Linked DNA regions of Triticum aestivum: region 1 is linked to region 2. The links are chromatin contacts, called in public Hi-C maps. All regions are on one chromosome and are shown on one strand. Each heading gives the region's core, a stretch centred on a gene start, on an enhancer-like site or on the middle of the called end of the contact. The rest is flanking DNA. Distances are from core to core; before and after follow the strand shown.

Region 1 (6,229 bases), core at 1,587-4,086, 230 kb before region 2:
TACTCGTCTACCAGTTAGTTTTAGTTAAAATTGAACCTGACTAAATATCCAGGCCCTTTGCTGTCACATGAGTTTCAACCTGTTGTGATGTCACTGCTTCCACTTGAAGAGGCTGTGAGGACAAGCATTGTTTCGATGAGTTGGAAAATGCTCTGGACATTCCACTGTAATCTGTGTTTTTATGGCCCAAGTGATCTGGATTTACAACTGATGAATGATCCATTGATGATCTTCTCAAAATAAAACGACCTAAGTTCATTAAGGCTGTAAATTGGCCTATTCAGTGGCATAGTGGGATAGGGATCGATAAGTTCTGCATCAGTTGTGGCTTGCACAAAGAGGACTTTTATAATCTTGACAGGTGGATTCACTTTGCCGCTTCATCGAAAACAAAGATCATAGCTTTTGGTCTGAAGAAAACTTATTCGCCATCCGAAGAAGTTCATCACTTTCCTCTTGAGGCCTTGGGTGTTCAAGGCAGCTCTTCTGTGCAGTCCTTGTCTCTCGCTGCTGTTTCTATAAAGCCACACCCGGTATATGTGGCTTTACAATATTCAGAAGACTTAATCTGGAATGTGTTCAGATATCTGAAGACTTTCCAGGCTTGCTAGCAAACTGTTCGGCACTTGAGGACATAGAGATCACAGAGTAATTTGGTGTCGAGATGGTTGACGAGCAAACTTTCCAGGCTTGCTAGGAAAGTTGTACTAAAGCAGTGACAAATTATATGGGTTTGAGGGAGTAACTAATTTAAGCATACCACACCAACTTGACGAGCTTCAACATTTACTAATTGACAGAATGAATGTCGAGATGGTTGAGTTTCATGTTGCTGATCTTGCTCATTTTGAGTACGAAAGACGAGATTCCTAAACACTTCATGGTTGCTCAAAATTAGTGAAGGCTACAGTAATGTTTAAAGGCAGCAAAGGACTGGCCTGTGTATTCACTCACTGTTTCTGGCAGCGAAGGCTACAATTAGTTCCAATCATTTTGCCAGTGATGATACTAAATGTGCAATCTTATATGCATGGATATGAATAGGTTAGCTGGTGTTTATTTATTTATTCATTCTTGTTTGCGTACATTATAGTCCTGAAACTGGTTTTAGTGTCATGTTATTTGTCCTTGTCATGTTTCAGTTGCAGAAGCTGACAACGAAACCACATGGCATGTTTATGCATTCCAGGCATCTGAGTTGTCCAATTAAGTGTCTTCTCTAGACAGCCAAATGTTGATAATGAAGTTCTTCAGCTTGCCCGCTGCTTGGGTGTTGCACCCCGACTGGAGACGTTGCATTTGGATGTGAGTGCCATTTTATTAGTTTAGATAAACAAATACATGGATCTCAAGTATAATGATGCTGCATGATTGCATCATTCTACAGGAAAGACCTGTGCTTGGACTACTTGCTCCGATTGATCGCAAACTTTGAAATGTAGATGGTATATCTGAACCTTGACGACGTTGGGAGTGATGGAAGGCTCCCATATGCGTCACCATGATCATCTCAAGACGGTCCACATGAGCGTGTTTCGGTGCTACATTGCTCAGGTCAAGCTGGGGTGCTGTATCTTACAGCCAAGGGTTGCGGCCAGTATGTTTCCCATCCAGGATCATGGCGTCGGGTGTGCTGCCCGGGAGGTCAGCAGATGGGCACAGCTACCTCGGAGCGCTTCCATATAAGGTGATCAGAGTCTCAGGTGCCCCTTCACAGTGAGTGAGTAAGCCGATCCTTTGACTGTCCCCATCTGTGTACTATGTGCTGTGACCATGCCATCTTTTTTTTTTCTTTTTTCTTCTTGCTTACAAGAGGTCTATTTGTCCCTGTCAGGTGCCGCTGAAGCTACTACTGACTGCTGAAAGAACTTGAGTGATGAATGCTCAAACAAAGTTTGGGGTCGATTGGGGTCAATCGAGTGCCGATGGAGGCATCATGTAATACTGATGATGGCGGGTCCCGTAAGCCAGTTCGCTGGGTTCTTGAGAGCCTGTCGTGCAAAGAGATAATGATGTCAATGTGATGGTTAAACTGGCTGTGTTTTATTCTTCTGGGGCAAGGATCACACTAAACACGCATCTTAAGTCTGATATATAGAAGGAGCACTGGTGAACCATTTGTCTGGCTGTACTGACTGCCGTTGCAAAAAGTGAATCTGAGCTGTGTGATTGCAAAAAGATTCTGTGGTTGGAGAAGCTAAAAAATGAATCAGATTTGTGACTACAAACACCCTCTGACTACAAATAGATTATGCGGCTAAAGAAGTTAAAAATACATAACTGCAGATTGTTTGTAGGTGCTTCAAAACATAGATTCTGTAAGGAAAATGAGCTAGATTACGTGGGTAAAGAAGTTCGAAAATGAAACTGCAGATTATTTGTAGATGGTTTTGAAGGTGACTACGTTGGTAAGAAGAAAAATGTTGTACACAAGAAAGAAAATAATGTGGGAAAAAAAAGATTTTTATGTCTGTCAGACAACCACCGGGCCACCCTGCACAGGTCTAAGCCAGGCAGGAACGATCCTCTACAGCCGTCGGATCCATCCATCAGATGGATCTGGCCGTTAATCACGCTCGGGCCCAGTGGTCAGAATGCATCAACCAGACTGAAGTGCTTGCCTCCTTATTGGTAAAGGATGCAGCGGTACGAGCCTATAGAACAGATCCTGTTCAAGTAAGGTCGTGCAATGTTTCGCAGCGCCGCGCCTTATAAACCGGTTCCGCTCCCTGTAAACTTCCGAGGTGGGACTAATGTCTGGGATGTAACGCTGCAGCGCAGCGCCTCCCCCTGGCGAGGGATGAGAAGGGCTCGTGTGGGCCTCGGCCCGTAAAGTTGGGCTGGAGAATAAACGGAATCCAGCCCATCTGTCTCTCCCATTGCTTTCCTTTTTCGACTTCACTAACTGCTCCACGGAGCTCCGCCGATCTTACAGCAGCAATGGCCGGAGCAGGAGAAGATGACGGCGAAGTAGCTCTCCTCCTCCTCCCGCTCCCTCCTCTAGGTCAGCAAGCAAGCAGATCGATCGACTGCGAGATCCTTCCCCCTTAACCCGCCGCTCCTCCCTCCCTGCAGCCCACGGACGCCGCAGGGGCGGAGCACCGCCACGGCGTCGGCGACGAGCCTTCCTTTCAGGGTAACCACCATTCCGCGAGTCCCTCTTTTCTCTTTCTTCTCCTTGAACCACAGCAGGGGGAAAAAAATATTTGCTCAAGCATTTCACTGTTACCCTGAGGATCCATTCCAATCAGTGCGTGAAAATTAGTCCTTGATGTGATTCCTGTGGCGTTCCCCACGGATCTGTACCTCTCGGGAAAAGTAATAAATTAAAAATAATTGTGTTTTATGGGGTTTGTTGCCTGGGGCAGGGGCATGGAGCTTAGATTATGGTCCAATCCATGTCTTTTACTTTTTCAGTGAGCCTCACTTTTAAGGCTTATTGCTCAAGTTGTTTGCTAGACTTGCTTGAGTTGTTGGAGAAAGGAAAATCGTTAGAGTTACTTGCTGCCGAATGAGCCTCTACACCACAGACTTCTTCTTTGGATAAAAGGCGCAACTGCCACCTAATTTTGTTACTGAAATCGTTTCGGCTTCGGTAAGACGGTAACACCACATTCGGGTTTTATTATTCAAATCAGACTGCACAAGCCGTGAACTGACAACGCCAGACGCACGGCCAAAAAAAAATTGACACCAAGAAAACTAGCAAACTAAAGGCTTCATCAGGACAGTGCAGACATGACATACATACATCCTGACGCGGTGACGCCCTCAGCCTGCTTCCGGTCTTCTGACCACCGGCCTACTGCAGCCGTGCTGGCTAGAGAAATCTTCAGACGCCACCGGGGACAGCTTGCCGGGCCGCCCGCTGAATGTGCTTCCTGTGTTGGTTCTTCAAGAAGCCAGCTCATGGATTCATAGTAGGATCCCTTGGAAGAGTACCTCAAAAACATGCTTCATTCCTCGTTTCCCAGATAGCCCAAATGAACAAGGTCGGGCACGCAACCCCTACTGCTAAGTTGCAAAATCCAAGAAGTACATTAATGATAAAGTGAAAGTAGTAACAGGATTGCACCGAAATGAACAATAGACTACACTCCACGTGTACTTGGCACCACTACAAAACACCCATTGAAACTACACTAGAAAAAGTTGCAATCTGCATCTGGTCTGATTTCTCTTGCACGTAGTTTCAGGTCATTGTGTGTTTTGATTTGAGTGATTAGTGGCTATCGCTTGCCTACCAGTTAGTTTTAGTTAAAGTTCAGCCCGACTAAAAATTCAGGCTCTTTCTTGTCACAGGAGATTCAACCTGTTGAAGTTGGAAAATGCTCTGGACGTTCCACTGTAATCTGTGTTTTTATGGCCCCAGTGATCTGGATTATCACACTGATGAACAATCCATTGATGATTTTCTCAAATAAAACGAGCTAAGTTCCTTGAGGCATAGTGTGATAGGTATTGATAAGTTATGCATCAGGTGTGGCTTGCACAAAGAGGACTTTGATCATCTTGACAGCTGGATTGGCTTTGCTGCTTCATCAAAAACAAAGCAAAGATCATATCTTTTGACCCGAAGATACTTATTCGCCATCCGAAGAAGTTCATGTTCATCACTTTCGTCTTGAGGCCTTGGGTGTTCAAGGCAGATCTTGTGTGTAGTTCTTGTTTCTCGCTGCTGTTTCTATAAAGCCACACTCAGGTATATATGGATTAAGTATACCACGCTAACTTGACAAACTTCGACATTTACTAATTGACAGAATGAATGTTGAGATGGTTGAGTTTCATGCTGCCGATCTTTGCTCATTTTTAGTAGGAAGGACAAGAGATCCCTATAGTACTTCATGGGTGCTCCAAATTAGAGAAGGCTACGATAATGTTCAGAGGCAGCAATGGACTGGCCCCTGTATTCACTTTAGTTCCAAGCATTTTGCCAGTGAAGATACTAATTGTGCAAGCTTATATACATGGATATGAGCAGGTTACCTGGTGTATTTATTTATTCATTCATTCTTGCTTGCGTACATTATAGTTCTTGATTGAAACTGGGTTTTAAACTCATCTTATTTGCCCTTGTCATGTTTGAGTTGCAGAATCTGACAACACCACCACATGGCACGTTTATGCATTTGAGCCATATGACTTGTCAATTAATTGTCTTCTCTGGACAACCAAATGCCCATAATGGAATTCTTCAACTTGCCCGCTGCTTGGATGTTGCGCCCCGACTGGTGAAGTTGCATTTGGATGTGAGTGCCATTTTATCAGTTTAGATAAACCATTAAGTATACTGCTGCTGCATGATTGCGTCATTCTTCAGGAAAGACCTGTACTAGGACTATTTTGGACCGACTGATCACAAACCTTGAAATGCAGATGGTATATCTGAACCTTGACGACGGTGGGAGTGATGAGGTGATGGAGGAGGAGGAAGTGGTGAATGCTCAAACAAAGTTTGGCGTCGACCGCGCCGATGGTGGTATCGTATATTCATATGTAATACTGATGATGGTGGGTGCTGTAAGCCAGTTCGCCGGGTTTCTTGAGAGTCTGTCGTGCAAAGAGATAATGATGTCAGTGTGATGGTTAAACTCGCTGTGTTTTATTTTTCTGGGGCAACTATCACACTCAACACACATCTTTAAGTCTATGATATATACTCCCTCCGTTCCTAAATATAAGTCTTTCTAGTGATTCCACCAGGTGGACTATATACGGAGTAAAATGAATGAATCTACACTTAAAATGCATCTATATACATCCGTATGTGGTTCATAGTGAAATGTCTACAAAGACTTATATTTAGGAATGGAGGGAGTAGAAGGAACCTGGCTGTACTGACTGTTCTTGCTGTATCATGATTCATGAACCACTTGTCTGGCTCTACCGACAGTCCTTGCTGTATCACGAAGTGAATCACTGATATGTTCAGCTATATGATTGCAAATAGATTATGTGGTAGGAGAAGCTCAAAAATGATTCAGATGTATGACTATATAAATACATTATGTGGCTAAAGAAGTTCGAAAATATAACTGCAGATTATTTCTGATAATACATAGAAGGAAATTCTGTAGGCAAAAAAAATAAAAAGAATTTTTTGTGTCTGTCAGACAACCACTGGATAAATACATTATGTGGCTAAAGAAGTTCGAAAATATAACTGCAGATTATTTCTGATAATACATAGAAGGAAATTCTGTAGGCAAAAAAAATAAAAAGATTT
Region 2 (6,694 bases), core at 230-2,729:
TACTCATGAACTCTCCCGAGAGCAGCGCTCTCTCCTCCAACGAAACGCATTCCCTTCTCTGACTACACAGAGAGGCAAACAGTACTAACTGTAAGTGAAATTCTAGAACCATATCCACAGATAAGTACTCCCTCTGTAAACTAATATAAGAGCGTTTAGATAACTAAAGTAGTGATCTAAACGCTCTTATATTAGTTTACGGAGGGAGTAGAATACAGTTGACTGAACCTGCCTTTGTCACACTTAGACCCAGTGACTCCAGAGTCGGTATCGACCCCCACCCTCCGATCTCATCGAGGCCGGAACCCGGGGCCGGCCCGAGCGAAGGCGGCAGCTTGCCGCAGCTCCGGACCGAGGACTTCGACTCGACCGCCTGGCGGAAGCATCACATTTCATGAACGACAGCCACCACCAGCATTACTACTCCAAGCCTCAATATGAATGGAGAGCTCCTACCTTTCTGAACTGCGTGTACACGTCCGGCAGGTTGCTCACCGGGAACGGGAGATCGTCGACATGGTACATCGTCGCTCCCCAGACGAGCTGAAGCTTCGGGCTGAGAGGCTTATTACTCCGGCCAGAAGCTCCTCCTTGTCCTCGAGGGACGGCCACCTGCTCCAAGCCTCTGCGCACGAGGCGCTCTACGAGGAGCTCCTCGCTGCAGGTCTCCTTGTGGGCATAGACCTGAAGATCGACCGGGAAATCCAGTATCAAGCTGAAGCAATTGACCGGGTCGGTGGATGTGATTTTGTGCAGATGGGCTAGCTTACTGTGTGTGCGCTGACGGCCTTGGCGATCGCAGGGAGGATGTCTTCGGGCTTGCCGTGCCGGACGAGCAGGTCGAGCCCGCGTTTCTGGAGATTCTGCTTCAGGTCTCCCAGGCACTCTATCAGGAACTGCGCCCTCAATGCTGCAACAGTCAATCAAGCTTCAGTGTCCAATCTCAGATGCCATGGAAATTTGCTGTGTTGTGGTGTGTCTCACCTCCGGTCTTGGGGAAGCCGAAGCGGTGGGTGGCGCCGGCGAGGGCGCGGGGGTCGACGCAGTAGACGGGGAGGACGGCGCCGGAGGCCGCCCACGCGCGCGCCAGCGCCTCGTTGTCCAGCACCCGGAGGTCGCTCCTGAACCACACGACGGCCACGCCGCCACCTCCCCTCCGAAGGCCCGTCGAGGTGTGCCTACGGAATGCCTCGTAGGCCGCCGCGGCGGTCTCATCGGGTCCCAGAGAAGGCACCGCCGCCGCCAGCACGGCGCGCGGGGGGCGGAACGGGATCGAGGTCGAGCTCGAGGTAGAGGTCGAGGCGGCTTCGGCCATGGCGAGGAGGGCGCGGAGCCTGGCGGCCGGCTGTCTCGGGAGGAGGAGGAGGGATTGCGCGGCGGCCGGAGGGAAGGAGGAGGCGGAGGAGGAGAGGAGGTGGTGGTGGAGCATTTTTTTTCTGGACTGGGAGGTGAGGCTTTTGAGAATTGAGGGGTGTGTGTGGAAGATGGAGGCGGGAGGAAGGTGGAGGGAAGAGCGGGGATGGGTGCCACGTGGGGGCATTTGAGTGGTGCTACGTGGCTGGATGTGAGCCTGGGGATATGGGTGATGGATAATGTGGGCCGGATCACAGAGGCTTTATGGGGGTGGACCCAGATGGCAGCTGTTGTTGTCAGATGGAAACTTCTACTAAATGAGTTCTATTGCTTCTTTTTTTTTTGAACTGAGTTCTATTGCTTTGGTAGCCTGTATTACGCCTTCTTTTTGCGGGTAGTTGTATTAACAGGACATGTGTCTCTATCTCTATTGCTTGGTATGCTAGCTAACCGTGATCGGGAGCATCGTCGGACCATTCCCTATATCGGAAAAAATGAATAAATCAACACCAATTGTGCTTACCATGTTATGGAAAATGATTAACCATCAATTAGTTTAGTTGGTCTTAGATTCATATGTTACATGTTCTTTGTGTGGAATTATTCTGTCTGCCATTTAGACACACTTTTTCCAACTCCTTGGGATTCATTTGGTAACCTATGTTTTAGGAATAGAATCAACGGGCCCGTAATTAATAAAAAAAATTGCCAACTGCCCTCTTCAAACAAAAATATTTTAAGTTCTAGGTCTGCCTTGAGCCAAACTTCTTTAAGTTTGACCAAGTTTGCAGAAAAATATACCAACATCTACAACACCAAATTAGATTCGTTATAACATATATAGATTTTCATCCATGTTAGTAATTTTTTCTACAGAGTTAGTCAAATGTACAAATGTTTGACTTAGTACAAACCTACAACTTTAAATATTTTGTAACGGAGGGAGTAGTTGACACGCACACCCCCAATGAAACTCATGGCCATGTCCGATAAAACCGCCCAACAACAAACGGTCAATTGCATCGTCTCAGGAACCGCAAAGTGAATAAATATACTATAAATATTTGACAAGCCAGCTGTTTGGTGCAACAGCATGTTGTTCTAGTGGTGGGAGACAATAGAGACGAAGTCTGGAGGAAACATGAAACAAGTGCTCTTCAGAACCAAGGAGAAAGCTGATCCTTTACTCACTTCTTTGAGGTGAGTATACATATTTGATCATCCAAATTTTGAATGATTTCAAACAAACATACAACAAACCTCTGTAAACCCATTATGTTGTACTGTGGCATCACTAAGTTTTCTCCAATTAGCCCCACCTCTCTACTGTACTATTTGTAACCAAGCAAAACCAAAACCCTATCACTAAATCAGCAGTCACCTGGGTCCCCCGGCCTTCCCATACGAGTCGCGCAGCGTGACGGTCCTGTTAAACACGAGCTTCTCGGGCGTCGAGTCCGTGTCCACGGCAAAGTAGCCTGGGATTCACATCACATTCATTCCAGCACGGTCAGTCGCATGAATCAACAGATACGGCAGTGGCAATCACAGAGAGATAGGTTCAGAAGATTTCTTACCGAGCCGCTCAAACTGGAACTTGTTGCCCACAACCGCGGCTGCGAGCGATGGTACTGCATACGCGCCCTTCACGACCTCCTTCGAGTGCGGGTTGAGATCGCGCAGCCAGGCTGTGCCCTCCGGCTCTTTATCCTCCAGCCCGGCAGGATTCTACGAGGGCAAGAAATGCATTCACAAGGAAGTGAATTTGAAGTCCTACACGCGTCTGTTGTAATGACAGACAGCAAGAGCAGCGAGCAAAACTATACCTCTGATAAGAACAGCTTCTCAAACAGTCTTATTTCCACCTTTAGCGGTTCGACTCCAGGCGCTGGCTCGGCAACCCAGTGCAGAACACCCTGAACGAATTGCAAACCAAGTCAGCATATCTTCATTGTGTCCCAACTCCCTAACTAGAATTTTCAGATTTGAATGTAAGGATTTAAGTGACCAGTTACCTTGGGTTTAGAGGTCTTTGAGGGGTCATACTCAGCTCGAATCTCACCAATGTCATCTGGATTATCGCCATGAATAACCTCTGTGCATTTTATCGGGAACGCATACCTAGCAATTAAATTGACAAGTACCATACTGTAAATTTGTGCCGATACGGAGTAGGTGAACTATGAATAGTCAAGTAAATCCAGATCAACTTTCTCCACAAAAGAACAGTAGTTCTGAATCACTTACCTTAGCAGGGCGGATTTACCAGGAGCTAGCCCATAATAGTCTTTCGGGTCCTCGAGGCGAAAATCAGTTTTTTCAATGTAGACAGTTCTTGAGAAAGGAACCTGTCAAAAGGTATTTATGTTATAAATTATGAAGCATGCATAAGGTAAAACGTATAATATTTTCATTACTGCATTCCTCAAACAGAATTTTAAACCACTTGTGCCATAGCAACACCACCTATTCTTCCCATCATATACTGAGCAAGAGAGGCACCTTGTAGTACGACGAAGCTTCATCAGCAGGAGCATCAGGCCACTTCTTTCCATCAAGGTCTATGACTTTTCCATCTTCCAAGTTAGTTATTACAACCTAATTTAGCAGAAGGAGGCACCATGAATGTGTTAGGGACTTCTAAGGGCTGAAGACATGGAGTGACTTGCAGCAGGAACCAGATGCCATACCTTTAGAGGATGCAGAACAACCATGGCTCGAGAAGCTGTTTTGTTAAGTTCTTCTCTGATGTGATATTCAAGACGTTCGAAAGGAATTAAGCTATTGTCACTGGACATAAAGAATACCAAGGGCAGTCAGTAGCAGAAACGGAGATTTTGCGATTGTGCGCCTGGCACAAAGCACAGTTCATGCAAAGCCGTTTGTTAACTATCATCCATGCATTTACCATCTTGTTATCCCCATTCCACGGATAAATGAATTAATTGTAGCTGCTGACACCCCCCGTCGCCGCAGTCCTGCCAGTGTTAACAAACGAGGATCATCCCACCCATCTACCCACTTCTCTGTCACAAGCCGATTCAACTGCAACAGAACAAGGACAATGAATATCCATAAATATAGATCAAACGGGGTAATACTGATTTCTCGATTATTAGCATACCTTTCTTTTAGACATAATATTATGTGATATGTTCAGCCTTGAATACTCCCAAACATATGGCTGGTACAAGCCCAAGGCAACAAGTACCCAGTAGTATGACGGACGACGTACGTCAAACTCAAGCGTGCACAGCTAATGAATAACCACACTCAGTTAGTCGTGTTATAGTTTAAACAAGCCAGAGCTATTTTGAAGAAGGGAAAATTACCGAGTGAGTAATGTTTTCAAATGAATCCACCATGCAATGAGCATAATCATAGCTTGGATAGATACACCACTTGTCACCAGCATGCGGATGAGGGGTGAACTATGTGGCATCAAATGATTAGTTATGTACTGATAAGATATGGCCATTCAATTCACAAGATGAGTTTTGCAACTTACTTTTACTCTGTATGCAATCAAGTCGTACATGTTTCTGGTATCATTCTGCATGTCCTGCTTCATTCGCAGAGTTGCTGCGCCCTCAGCAATTAGCCCACGCCGCATGTCTTCAAATAACTTTAGTGACTCTTCAATAGGTCTATCCCTCCATGGACTATCCAAGTTATTTTCCCTGCCTTCCTTGATCTATTCTGCAGTCTGGAAATCATATACCAGTCAGCATTTGCACATTTTATTTCTCAAGGATTCGATATGCATGCTCATTTCCTCCTTTCAAATTTTTGTACCATGATAAAGAAAGGAGGAGAGAAAGAACCTGGTGATCTACATAGGCCAGCCCTTTCTGTATTAACTCAACTGCATGCTCATACAAAGCTTGAAAATAATCACTTGTATATGTAACTTTGTAGGGCTCCCAACCCAGCCAATGGACTATCTCCTGAATGTGGTCTATATATTCCTTCTTTTCAGCTTCAGGGTTTGTGTCATCAAACCTGTTTTTCAGATAGACAGCAGTTCATTTTGTCGTGAATGAGAATGCGGAAGAACTAAAGCAGCAAGAATTCTATGTAAGCACTTTCAGACCAAGCAAAAATAATCGAGTCAATTGCACAAAACCACCACATTTGCGGCTAGGTTTGCAGAAAACCACCAAGTCGCTAATCTGTTGCAAAAATCACTGCTTTTTCACTAAACCTTTTGCAAAAAGCACTGATCATCCACTTTGGCTCGTCTAAGCGTGTTTATGACAGATGGGACCACTTTGACACACACGCCCCTGGAATCTGAAAACAAACGCAGTCTGCTCCTCCTGATGTTGGCCTCGTCCATCCGCTCAGATCTGTCGCTGTTGAGCTCAGTTGCGACGGGATCCGTCGAGGGGAGGTGCTGCAGCCTGCAGCCTGCAGCCATGGCTCCTCCTCTGGCGAGGATGACGCCATGGTGGCCCAGCTCCGGCCGCCGTTGATTTGTGGAGCTCTTCCTCTGGCACCGTCCACTAGTCGGCTCTACTCGCAGGGAGGGTGTCCCCTAGGGTGGGCGGCGTCTCGCCCAGCACGGGCACGGACGGGAAGGTCCCGTCGCCGGCCGGCCTGGCCCTGGCGCGGTGGCAGGCGGCGGTGTTGGAGAAGGGAGAGAGACAACGAAGTTGGAGAGGGAGAGGGGGCGGCGGTGGTGCCCGGTGCACCGGCGAACTGGCGGCAGCTAGCTGCGGGGAAGCCCGAGTGGAGTGGCGCGAGGCTAGATGGCGCGTGCGCACAGGGCGGCGGGGCTCTCCTGCGGGCCTGGAAGAGGCACCGGAGACGGGCGGAGCCGCCGGCGCCAGGAGCCGAAGCGCATGGAGGTTAGGCCCCATCCACGGCGCCGAGCGGCCACAACATCCCGACGGACGACAGGCAAAGGGCGCCATCGTGGCTTCAAGGACGAGCTCCCGGCGGCCGCCTCCGGCTCCCCGTGCATTCCATCCAGAGAGAGGGAGAGACGGCGGGATTTGATTGCGTTTTTCTTTTTTCATAGAGGGGTCTCTATGTAAAGAGATTGGGGAAGAATCTTTTCTTTTGCCAAGCCAGCACTGACGATCTGGTCCCATCTGTCATAAACTCGCTTAGATGAGCCAAAGTGGATGATCAGTGTTTTTTGCAAGAGGTTTAGTGAAAAAGCAGTGATTTTTGCAACGGATTAGCGACTTGGTGGTTTTCTGCAAACCTAGCCGCAAATGTGGTAGTTTTGTGCAATTGACTCAAAATAATCAGAACTCCAGATCGAATATGGAAATATATAATTAAATAGATGCAGTATATAATGTAAGAGAAGAAACATAAATTCAAGCAGTAT

Evidence for each region. A called contact is a pair of places that touch in the nucleus more often than the background predicts.
Region 1: a contact with region 2 is called in a Hi-C map of leaf, with 5 times the contacts expected there. The contact joins the promoter of LOC123170175 here to the promoter of LOC123164714 in region 2. A contact is called at or near these places in 2 of 5 Hi-C or Micro-C datasets (both in leaf).

What each region holds. Positions count from the first base shown.
Region 1 is chr7D:590,290,876-590,297,104 of IWGSC CS RefSeq v2.1, reverse strand. It overlaps LOC123170175, which reads left to right and starts at 2,836. Exons shown (of 4, transcript XR_006485072.1): 1 at 2,836-3,004; 2 at 3,076-3,136; 3 at 5,097-5,252; 4 at 5,380-6,111. LOC123171796 (small nucleolar RNA U3) reads right to left here and starts at 2,686; the gene lies at 2,468-2,686. It also overlaps the pseudogene LOC123166747.
Region 2 is chr7D:590,063,238-590,069,931 of IWGSC CS RefSeq v2.1, reverse strand. It overlaps LOC123164714 (cryptochrome DASH, chloroplastic/mitochondrial), which reads right to left and starts at 1,479. Exons shown (of 11, transcript XM_044582264.1): 1 at 985-1,479; 2 at 771-910; 3 at 457-684; 4 at 233-373; 5 at 1-62. The coding sequence starts at 1,429. It also overlaps the pseudogene LOC123164712.